Regions from separate parts of the Mus musculus genome. Here region 1 is linked to region 2. A link is a contact called in public promoter capture Hi-C data. All regions are on one chromosome and are shown on one strand. The core of a region is the stretch at or near the end of the contact, and the rest is flanking DNA. Distances in the headings are between cores, read along the strand shown. Region 1 holds the start of Phactr4 (phosphatase and actin regulator 4). Region 2 holds the start of Zbtb8a (zinc finger and BTB domain containing 8a).

Region 1 (5,857 bases), core at 2,545-5,044, 3.0 Mb after region 2:
GGCTCAGAGGTTAAGAGCACTGACTGCTCTTCCAAAGGTCCTGAGTTCAAATCCCAGCAACCACATGGTGGCTCACAACCATCCGTAACAAGATCTGACTCCCTCTTCTGGTGCATCTGAACACAGCTACAGTGTACTTAGATATAATAAATAAATACATTTTAAAAAAAAGTAAATCTTTAAAAACAGAAAGAAACAAGCAAACAAGGCATGGTCAACACTTGGAGGGGAAAAAAAGGCGAGAGATTAAGCTGGCTGTCCAATGATTGAGACTTATATTTTTGTTTTTTGGTTGTTTTTTTTTTGTTTTGTTTTGTTTTGTTTTTTTCTGTTTTTTTCGAGACAGAGTTTCTCTGTGAAGTCCTGGCTATCCTGGAACTCACTCTGTAGACCAGGCTGGCCTCGAACTCAGAAATCCGCCTGCCTCTGCCTCCCGAGTGTTGGGATTAAAGGCCTGTGCCACGACGCCCGGCCAAGACTTATATTTAGTGTGCATTTACCATCTGTCTCTTCTCCTACCCCAACTTGGAATCAGTCTGTAAGGTCTGCAACCCTCCAGAGGTGAAAATAGTTTCACTGCTCTGACCTCGGGACCTAAAGCATTAACTTTCACTCATGGCTGAATGGGTAAGAAGATGGATCTGCAAATAAAACAGGCTGACATTTGAAGAGAGGAGTGGGGAATAAGCCCTCACTACAGTACCAAAGCAAGACAGCGCTGAAGCGCATCCATTAGTGTAAAGGCTAAACTAGTTTCCAGGCTAGCACTGAGGAGGCGGAGGCAGCAGTGAAGCGGAGGGTAGCCTGGGCTATGTACAACCTCCATTTCAATCCTATCCCCCAAAGAGAAAACTAACAGAGAGAACACAGACTAATTGCACTGACTCAATTCCACTGGAATGTTATGCATTTTACTTCACAATTTAGTACAAGAGCTGAAATAGGCTGCTGTTTCTGATGTCACGTTCGTGGCGTGTACTGACAGAAAACCCAAACTGAACTGCAGGTTAAGTCTGACCAAAAGTTTTTAACTCCGCATACTCTAAAAAAGTACATGCGTCTGAGTCGTTTTCAGAGTTAGGTCTCCGAGCCAACGCTGCCTTACCTACTTCTCTTACATAATTTTTAGCAAACCTTTAATCATCTTCTGTCCTTTTTTTTTTTTTTTTTTTTTTTTTTACAAAACATGGTCTTATTGTGTAGCTCTGGCTGACCTAAAACTTGTTATGAAGACCAGGCTGGCCTCAAATGTAACCACCTTTTAATAAAAGCTTAAAACCACAACTTAGTAACTCATCACCCTTTTGTCCCCAAGGCCCCATAAAAGTGCTATTCTGCCTAGACACAGGATAAGCAAGCCAGAGTGAAGGCAGCAATATTATAGAAAAGACTTCATGGTTCTATGAATTTCAGTTCCTTATGAATCAGTTTGTTTGGAATGGAAAATATTTCCATAATTTTTCTCTTATATTCAGATCTCAGCAAATTAAAGCAGTTTGTGGACATATGATTGGTAGCTGCACTAAATCTGAGGAAACAGAAAGCCCTAGGTTTGCTCTTTGGTTCAGCTTTCCTACCTAGGCTAATGGAATGGCTTTGGGCCAGTTACTTAACATTTTAGAGGCAAGGCCGCATCAGCTGTAAAGTGAGAACCAATACCTCACGTAATTGTGGTGAGGATTGTAATAGTTACACAATGTGTATTAATAAGATTTATACAACATATACAACTTTCAAAAATAACATGGACACCACTATCCTGTTTGAGTAAATAAGCCAGAATGTAGTGATCCTGCTAGAAATTCACAGCTTAAGAGGTAGGTGCGGTGGTGCCACCAAAATAATCTTACCACTTGGAAAGGCAAAGGCAGGTGGAAAGCCCAAGCCCAGAGTGACCCAATCTCAAGGAAATAAATAAATGCCTATTCCCAGTGACTGAAGAATAGCTGGGGCTAGAGGCACGTGCTGCACATGGTCAAAACCCTGGATTCTATTCCCAGCACAACAAAAAAACAGAAAAAAAAAAAATTGTGGGCTAGCAAAATGACTCAGATGGTAAAGGCTCTTGCCGTGCGTGCCTGGCCATCTGAGCTCTGTTCCAGGAACCCACATGAAAGTAGGAGAACCAACTCCACAGAGTTCTCTAAAGCCACCGCTGTACTGTCCCCACTTCCCACCCTCCCAGACACATTCAAGAAACTTTCTTTTTTTGAGACAAGGTCTCAATAGATCATGTCTACAATAGGTCTACATAGACCTAGCTGGTCTTGAATTCATGCTCCCCCTCCTGCCATAGCCGCAAGAGTATTGGGGTTACAGGGATGTGCCACTCCAACTAGGATAGACAACTGACAGCCTGTATTAAAGATCTACCACCTTGATACATTAACACAACCTAAGAGTCTCAAAGTCATTTCCATTATGAAATGTCAGAATAATGAAGGCTTTGCCTACATGTCTAGGGTGGAAATTTCGTCTCAAAACACCTTTCCTGACTCAAAGGAGTCCCAACTGTCTTCACTCAAGGAATTTGAAATACTAATCGATTTTTCAAAGGATCTCTACCTTGGCCTTTATAAAAGCTTTACCCCTATGCTAAGTCTCAAGATTCGTTCTTCGACGGAACATACAGTTACCACTATCTAACCAAACTGGATCAAATCCACACAATTCATCGGTGTCCAGTAAATACATATTTTATCGCCTTTTTTTTTTCAACCTTTTTTTTTTTAATGCTTTCTAGAATCTACTGGGTATCTAGGTTTTTCTACAAAGCAGGTGCTTTCAGTGAGCTGAGTTTTTCTTTGTGGAGTTGTTGTTTAAAAAAAGAGAAAGGGATGTATTCTGGAGAGTCGAGGAGCAGCGTGGGAAAATGAAGTGCCGAAGACTGCAGGCAATGAATGATGTCCTGGTAATCACTCTGCTCCAATTTTCAGGTTTCCGAGGCAATGATTCGCTTGAGTTCTTTGCGGCCGCCGCCGCACCCCCCCCCCCCCCCCACACACACACACACTCCACAATCACCCAACCCCTCCATCCCAGCTGCCACACGTATCGCAGCAAATTTCCACTCTTTCTCGGTTTCCGGGATTGAGGCTCCAAGTCTCACTTCTTTTTCTTAGACTCCATCCACTGGAGGAGAAAAGCGCCTTAGCGCCTTGAGTTTTGATCCCTAGCTACCGGAGGCTGACATTTAAGAAAGAAGTTGGACAATAACTTCCAGGTTTCCACTGAAACTATGCCAGACTCCTAAGTCTCTTCTCTGCTCAGCCAGGATGCAGAGGTCTGAGGGAGGTCACTTTTGAAAGATGGACTTTGACCCGATCCAGTTACAGTAACCAGATCCCCAGGGCGCAGTCCCCAGCAGGACGTGCGGGCTCCCCTGGAGACCGCGACTCCGTGCACTGCCACAAAAGGGGGAAAAGCGGCGCAGACAAAAGGGCCCCGCGGAGGCTGGGGGGCGGAGAGCGCGAGTGTGCGCCGGCCGGCCACAGGCGGGGACACCGCCGCGGGACCGTTGTGGGAGGGCCGAGGAGGGAGGAGGCTACCGCCCGCCACGCCCTGGCTGCACTGACCGCCGCGGGCGCCGTTAACCCCCCACCCAGGCTCGGCCCGCGACCCCTAGTCGAGCCGAGCCTGCCGCTGCTGCGCGCGCGCGGGAGGTGCTCACTTTCCCAAGTTTGGGGAACTTACCCAAGTCGCCGCTGCCTCCTCGGGTTCCCCAGCACTTTCTCCCGGAAATCCTACCTGGTCTCTGGCCGCCTGGCTCCAGCCAGAGCCTTCGGCCCCAGGGGAGGGGGGGCGGAGGGAGCGGGCCGGACAGTGAGGAGGGTAGGAAGTGCCGCCGCGGAGCCTCACGGGACTTGTAGTCCACTGCAGTGGCCAGCGGTGTGGCGAGCGGGACAAAATGGCGGGAACTGCCGGCCCTCCGCTGCGAGGCGCCTGACCCCTACTCTGCCGATCTGGGCATGCGCCGCCAGAGTCCGGTGCACTGCATATAAACGGATTTGGGCACCTTGCCCAGTTCTGAGCAAGGGGAAGGTCTCGGGACTTGGGAGGACACGTTCGGGAACAGACTCTCCCGGCGATGCCCAAGAAAGGATGTGTGTGTTGTGCTCTACAAAAGAAGTCCAGTTTGTTTCAAACTATTGATAACCAGTTTTAAGTGCAAAAAACTTACAAACAAGTTACCCGCGGTGTTTTGTGAAAGTACAGAACCCAGCCTATTAAGCGCAGACATTCTACACCCCCCCCCTCCCAACTAAATTTTTTTCCCACTAACGATTACCTAGTAGAAGCCACCATCTGTTTCTAAGTGGCACTCATTCCAACCTCCAGGGCTATATCACCCTCCAGACCCCCTTCTTGCCACTGCTGGAGGATCTTTTTAAATGCCAAACCCATGGGTTACACCCATCTTAGACGGAAAAGTATACATACGATACATACAGAGGGAAACATAGAAAAACTTATACCTTTCAAATACGCAATCTATAACATTAAAAATATCAATACGCCGGGCAGTGGTGGTGCATGCCTTTAATCCCAGCATTTGGGAGGCAGAGACAGGTGGATTTCTGAGTTCGAGGCCAGCCTGGTCTACAAAGTGAGTTCCAGGACAGCCAGGGCTATATAGAGAAACCCTGTCTCAAAAAACCAAAAAAAAAAAAAAAAAAAAAAAGCAATAAATTACAACCCAGTTGTGGTGTCACACACCAGTATTCCTAAATGCTCTGGAGACAAGGGTTGGATTATTGCTGAGTTCAAAATCAGTTTGATCTACAAAGTTCCAGGCCAAGCCAACCAGAATTACATAGTGAGACCCTGTCTCAAAACAAACAAACCCAACAAAAACCAATGCAGGCCAGCCAGCTGCTGTCTGGTAATATAATAATAACAACAGTGACAACGACGATGACAACAACAACAATAATAATAATGGCTGGAGAGATGGCTCAGTGGTTAAGAACTTGCTGTTCTTTAAAGGGGCTGAGTTCTGTTCCCAGCACTATATATCAGGTAGCTCACAACTCTAACTACAGCTCCAAGGGTTGTGAACCTCTGGCTATGTGAGCACTTGCACTCATGTGCACATACTGCATGCAAATACTCACCTACACACAACTGGAATTAATAAAAAATAAATATTTAAAAAGTAACAATGTAGGCTGGTGAGATGGCTCAGCGGTTAAGAGTGCAGACTGCTCTTCCAAAGGTCCTGAGTTCAAATCTCAGCAACTACATGATGGCTCACAACCATCTGTTTAGCTACAATGTACGCATATACAATAAATAAATAAATCTTAAAAAAAAAAAGAACAAAAAGGTAAATTCAAGTCATTTGCAGGTTCCTTTTCAGCTTCAAGGAGCTCTTTCATTAATTCTCAGTGAACTCTGCTTGCCCTTCTAAAATAGATAAAATAAGATGAAAAGACAAGTTCTAGAGCAGGATTAACATAGTTGCAAAGCATATAATCAACAAAAGACCAGTATGGAATATACAACAAAACTATCTCAGTTAAAAGATAACCTGGAGAGATGGCTCAGCAGTTAAGAGCACCGACTGCTCTTCCAGAGGTCCTGAGTTCAATTCTCAGCAAGCACATGGTGACTCACAACCATCTGTAATGGGGATCCAATGCCCTCTTCTGGTGTGTCTGAAGACAGCAACAGTGTACCCACATACATGAAATAAATAAATCTTTAAAAAAAAAAAAAAAAAAAAGATAACCCAGAGACTAGGGAAGTAACTCAGTGGTAGGATGCTTGCCTTGCACACAAGATGTTCAAGGTTTAAGTCATAGTATAAATAAATAAATAAATAAATAAATAAATAAATAAATAAATGGTGTGTGTG
Region 2 (5,843 bases), core at 1,816-4,315:
CTGTATTTCTTCGGAGGACGAACGGCCATGTACAATTCTGGGAAGGTTTAGAATTAAGTCCAGAAACAACTTAAGAGCTGAGCTTTAGAAATCTGTGTCGCCTCCAAAGTTCAGGCTGAAAGTTCACTCGCAGAGGAGGAAGAGTATTATAGGAGCTTTTAGGGGGTGATTAGGCCACCCTGGGGGGAGGGGTGCTGCCCTCGGGGACGGGATTAGCATCCTAATAAAGAGATTTGGAGGAGTAGGTCTGCTCTCCACCTCATCCCTTCTACCCATTTTACTAATGAAGGCACAGCACTGTATTTACCCTCATTATGTATGCCACGAAGAGGTGCCTTCCGGGAAGCAGAAAGAAGCCACACAGGGCACCATAATCTTGTGCTTCCCAGCATCTACCAGTGCAAGAAGTAAATATCTGTTCTGTTGTTTTCTTCTAGACAGGGATTCCCTGTGTATGTAGCCCTGGTTGGCCCGGAACTTGATCTGTTGACCAGGCTGGCTTCCAAAACAGAGAGATCTGCCTGCTTCTGCTGGGATTAAAGGTATGCAACGCCACGGCCCAGTAATATCTGTTCCTTCTATGTGACCTGACCTTCGGTAATCTTAGTAGCACATATGGTCTACAGGGTCTAAGATAGGAAAGTCTTAGAATGAAATGTTAGAACACTTAAGAGGGACTGGGTAGATGGCTCAGCAGTTAAAAGCACTGGCTGTTTCTCCAAGGATCTGGGTTCAATCCCCAGCACCCACATGGAGGTTCACAGCCATCTCTAACATCCATGTAAGGGGATTCAACACCCTCATCTGGCACCAGGCAAGCACTTGGTATACTGGCACAAAGGCAGGCAACACACACACACACACACATATATATATAAATCTAAAAAAAAAAAAAAATAGAGAGAGACTCGAGTTTTGAAACTATACTTGGAAAGGCCTCACCGAGAAGATGACATCTGAGTGATTGGTGTCCATAGCAGGAAAGAATGTGTATCTTTGAAACTACTCCAGGCAAACCAAACAGCAGGTGCAAAGGCCGTGAGGTGGACAGGAACAGATGGAGGAGGGATGGGTGGGGAGAGGAGGTCACTGTGGTGTGCCAGTAATGTCGGCTAACCCCAGGGTCTTGGGAGGCGGGGCAGGAAGAAGTAAGACCAAGGCAACCCTGAGAAAACCCTCATCTCATAATAAAATTAAAATTTAAAATAAGGGGCCTGGGGATGTATCTCAATGGTAACATTTACCTAGCCCATGCAAGGCCCGGGTTCAAAATACACACACACACACACACACACACACACACACACACACACACACGCCACACGCACACACACCACACACACCACACACACACACACACACACACCATGGGGGTTTTGGATTTTTTTATTTTTTTAGTAGGATGTGAAGGAGCCATTTAAGGTTTGGAGAGGGCTGGGTTTAGTGGTAGAGTGCCTATGTGACATGCATGGGTTCAATTCAAGTACAGGATAATATCAGGTGTGGTGATCTATGCCTGTAATCCCAGCATTTGGTAGGGGCTGCAAGAGAATCAGAGGTCCAAGATTTAGGGCTAGCCTGGGGTACATGAAACAGTGCCTTCAAAAAAAAGATATATAAAATAGCTTTTTAAAAGAGGAGTTTTAAAACTTATATTAACGTCTTTGAATATTAAAAAGTATATAATTGTGCCAAAAATTTGCCTAGTGCATCCCAGCCCTCCCGAGGTGGAGGTAAGATCAAATTTTCAAGTCTAGCCTGAGTCCGCTTTAAAACAAAGAATAAATAGGTAAATAAAAGTGCGATTTAAGTGATAAAATCAGCGAAGGTTTTGGTACTTTGGAGACTGTTCCGGGACGCTGCAAGAACAGGGCGCCTTGGGGGGCTGCCACGTCTCAGCTCCCTGCCTAGGGATGAGACTCCCTAACCATTAGCGTTTTATTTTTCCCCCTTTCCCCTTTGCTAGGTAGAATAAACAGCCGGAACCCGTAGCCGTCTCATAAGAAATTAAGTGCAATATTTCGTCAAAGTGAAACCACTCCATTTACTAAAGTTCTGCAAATAGAAAGACTTCTAGGTGTTGGCGGCGTGTGTGGTTGGGTGCCCGCTAGGTGTGAATCCTATTCCAAACACGTCTCGCAAAGACGTGGATTACGAATAACCGCACGGTCAAGGGCGAGTAAGCGCGCCAGAGCGCGAAGGGACTAAAGCCGACAGTGTCTCCAGGTGGGAGATGCCAGGGACATTCTGCCGCGGGGCCAGCTGGGGCTCCATATTTCTGCCCTCGGTTCTAAGCCCAGAACTGTCGCGTCGTGATGGAAAACCAGAGAGTGGAGGGCGGAGTGAGACCGCCGGGCTGCAGCGCCCCGCGCCCCGCGCCCGACGTCTGCAGACACGCCCGGCCCCGTGGCGCCGCCTCGCCGCCGCGGCCGTCAGGAGGCTCGGGCGCCTTCCCGCCTTTCCCCGGGCCGGGCCAAGGCTGGCGGCGGGGCGGGCGCGGGCGGCGACGGTGCAGCCATTGTCCCGCAGCCGCGCCCGGGGCCGCCGCCGCCGCCCGCGTCTCCTTTGTGGCCGTCGCCGACCCTCGGAGCCGCCGCTCTGCGCCCCCGGCTGCAAATGGCGCCGGGTGCCCCCTGCGTCGCCCGGCGCACCGGCTGGGGTTGCAGTCCCGGGGCGCACCCCGGCGGCTCCGCCGCCCTCCGCCAGGCTCTGGGCCCGGCCCGCAGCCCCGACGCCCGGGCCGCCCTCCTCCCGCCCGCGCCCGTGCAGCCACTTACCGCGGGGCTCTAGCCGCTCGCTCGCTCGCTCGCTCGCGCGCGCGCGCGCTGCGGAGCGATTCCCGGTTCCGGGTAGGGGAAGCAGCCCCTTTCCGAAGCCGAGGCTTTGCGCCCTAAAACAAGTAGCCCCAACGTGGGAGAAACAAAAGGTATTTGCTGACGTGGGCGTTGGACAGAAACGCCCGAGGGCTGAGGACACAATTAAAGGGGCAACGCACAGATTTCAGGCACCAACCAGCAGCTTCGCCCACTCCCCCTGTCCGTGCCCACGCCCGACTGCACCCTCCGCAGGCACTAGGGCGCCCAGGTTCCCCAGCAGTTGATTGGGGATCATTCTTTTAGTCGGGAGCTTAAATTTTAAAATTGTACTTTACGTTGGGAAAGGCGCCTCCGGAGGGCAGAAGGGCTGGATTTCTAATATGTGGAGATATTGGTTCAAGGAGAGAGGGAGGGACTTAGGCGTGCCCACAAATACTGTATACATGTGACATTATTGTACTTAAGTTTAGCGACGTAAAATGGGAGAGAGTTCCACAAAATCGCCCTTTGACGAAGCACTTAATTTCAGTTATAGCCTTTTAGAAACCTCTGTAGGTCCCCATCAAGCCCTTTGAAGAGGCAAGCCCGGAGGGGCTGAGATTAAGAGGCCGTGATTCTTTATATAAAACTAGTACAAAACAGTGTTTCGTGTTTTCAAATATAAAAATTGGTCGTAAAATCAAGTTTCTCTTCTGACGTGACCCTAATATTTATGGCACACAAATATCAGGTGATACATTTCCTAAAATAGTAAACCGCTGAATTTTCATACTGCTTAAATTCCACAAACTAAATTAGTTTTCTACTTCTTCACGCTGATTGTCAAGTAATGCGGAATGGGGGAGAAGATTCAAAGTCTCAAAGCATGCGTTTAATATTTTGAGGCGTTCCTCTCCCAAGCCTCAGTCAAGCCCATCAGGGTCCTATTTCTCCGATCTCCTCACTAAGTAACTATGTATTCGAACATCATTCTCTCTGAGAATACAATACAGTCATTTCTGAATGAAAAAAAAAAAAAAAGGAGAAATAAAAAGGAAAGGGACATGCCTGGTCCTAGGTATAGTGGAGGAGAAAGTTTATTATAGATATGTGGGAGAGCACAGCCAGAGGCAGGAACATCTGGGAGAGTACAGAGTGAACTGAGCTGTGCCCTGTGATGTGGGGTGGGGGAGGGAGGAGAGAGAGCAGCAGAACCAAGTACAGCAGGAGACCCAAATTACAAAGAGGGTAGGGAGCCAAAATGGTTGGATTATATAGGGAAGAATAGCTCAGCCCCCTGGACTGGAGGATTCAAGCTAGGGGGCCGGATATGCCAGCCTAGAGGACCCTGTAACAGGTATTGGACTGAGGGATGCTGGGAGAACCTGGTGGCCAGGTCAGCTTTGACATGTTAACTAGGCACCCCAGCTATTTGTCCCAGGTTTGACACCTAACAGTTTCTTAATGTCACACCTGTTTACCCCAGGGGTGCTCTGTGATTAAGATTCGTTTCCTGGACTTTTGAGGTAATGGGAGATAATGGAAGGAAAGGTAGACCAGTGCTTATTTGAAAATCACTAGGACAGGGCTGGTGAGATGGCTCAGCGGTTAAGAGCACTGACTGCTCTTCCAAAGGTCCCGAGTTCGAATCCCAGCAACCACATGGTGGCTCACAACCATCCATAATGAGATCTGACGCCCTCTTCTAGTGTGTCTGAAGACAACTACAGTGTACTTACATATAATAAATAAATCTTTTTTTAAAAAAAGAAAGAAAATCATTAGGACACCAGGTGTTGTGGCACATGCATGTAATGCCAGAACTCAGGAGGCTCTGAGTTCGAGACCACCCTGGTCTACATAGTTCCAGGACAGGCAGAGCTACATAGGAGACCCTGTCTGGGGGACACACACACACACAGAGAGCAGGCAGGTCTCTCTGTGCTGTTCTCTTTCAGCCAGGATTAAGCTCAAAACAACTAAGCCAACCAGGAGGATCCCTTTCCCGGTGGAGGCCCGGTGTGCAGGAGCCTTTTGCCTACACAGTTGTCTAAAGGGAAGTTGGAAACAATTCTTTAGCAGCTATTCTTGTCTGCTCCCAACCTAGGCCCCGGACAGGTGTGCAGGATGCCTTTGGGAAGCCCCTGGGCACAGTGGCCAGGGTTTACTTTGGCCAGGTCACCCTGTCCCTCTACGCCAAGCTTTCAGATAAGGGCCATGTGACTGAGGCTCTACAGGGAGCCAAGTTCAAGTTCCTGGCCACCAGAAGATCCATATCTCAAGGAAGTGGAGCTTCCCCAAATGTAATGCTGATGAATTTGAAGACGTGGTAGCTGAGAAGTGCCTTATCCCTGTTGGCTGTAGGGTCAAATGTATCCTCACTTGTGGTCCCCTGGACAAGTGGCAGGCCCTGTACTCCTGAGGGCTTCCACTGTGCTCTCCTATACCCCACCGAATCATACACAGTAGTAAATCTCAACAGTTTGGGGGGGAAAAGGTTTGGGGTTTTTTGTTGTTGTTGTTGTTGTTTGATTGGTTGGTTGGCTGGTTTTGGTTTTTTTCGAGACAGAGTTTCTCTGTGTAGCCCTGGCTGTCCTGGAACTCACTTTGTAGACCAGCCTGGCCTTGAACTCAGAAATCCACCTGCCTCTGCCTCCCAAGTGCTGGGATTAAAGGCGTGCACCAACATGCCCAGCTAAGGTTTGTTTTTGGAACAGGGTTTTACCCGCCTCTTCCTGCTGTCTTGGAACTTCTGAGTTCAGCCTATCCTGGTGTTTCAACCACCCAAGGAGCTGGGGAGGGAGGTGTGTGCCCCTAGGCCTAGCCAGAGGTTTTATTTTAGTGTTAGTGAATTAAAACTGTCAACAGAGCTAGGCATGGTGGAAGACCGGGCATTCTAAGCTAGCCTGGGCTAAACGCCACCTGGCCCTTTCCTCAAAAATAGATGAACAAACACAGAACAAGTTCGATAACCGTGTTCCAGAAGGGAACATAAGGCTGGCCATGAACTGGATTGCAAGGAAGAAGAAATGGAGTTTCTTTTATCTT

What was found. Promoter capture Hi-C pulls out the DNA fragments that hold promoters and counts their contacts.
Region 1: a promoter capture Hi-C map of cranial neural crest shows a contact between it and region 2. The contact joins the promoter of Phactr4 here to the promoter of Zbtb8a in region 2. A contact is called at or near these places in 2 of 39 promoter capture datasets (cranial neural crest and embryonic stem cells).

What each region holds. Positions count from the first base shown.
Region 1 is chr4:132,418,652-132,424,508 of GRCm38.p6, forward strand. It overlaps Phactr4 (phosphatase and actin regulator 4), which reads right to left and starts at 3,795. Exons shown (of 13, transcript NM_001161797.1): 1 at 3,694-3,795.
Region 2 is chr4:129,374,963-129,380,805 of GRCm38.p6, forward strand. It overlaps Zbtb8a (zinc finger and BTB domain containing 8a), which reads right to left and starts at 3,066. Exons shown (of 5, transcript NM_028603.4): 1 at 2,778-3,066.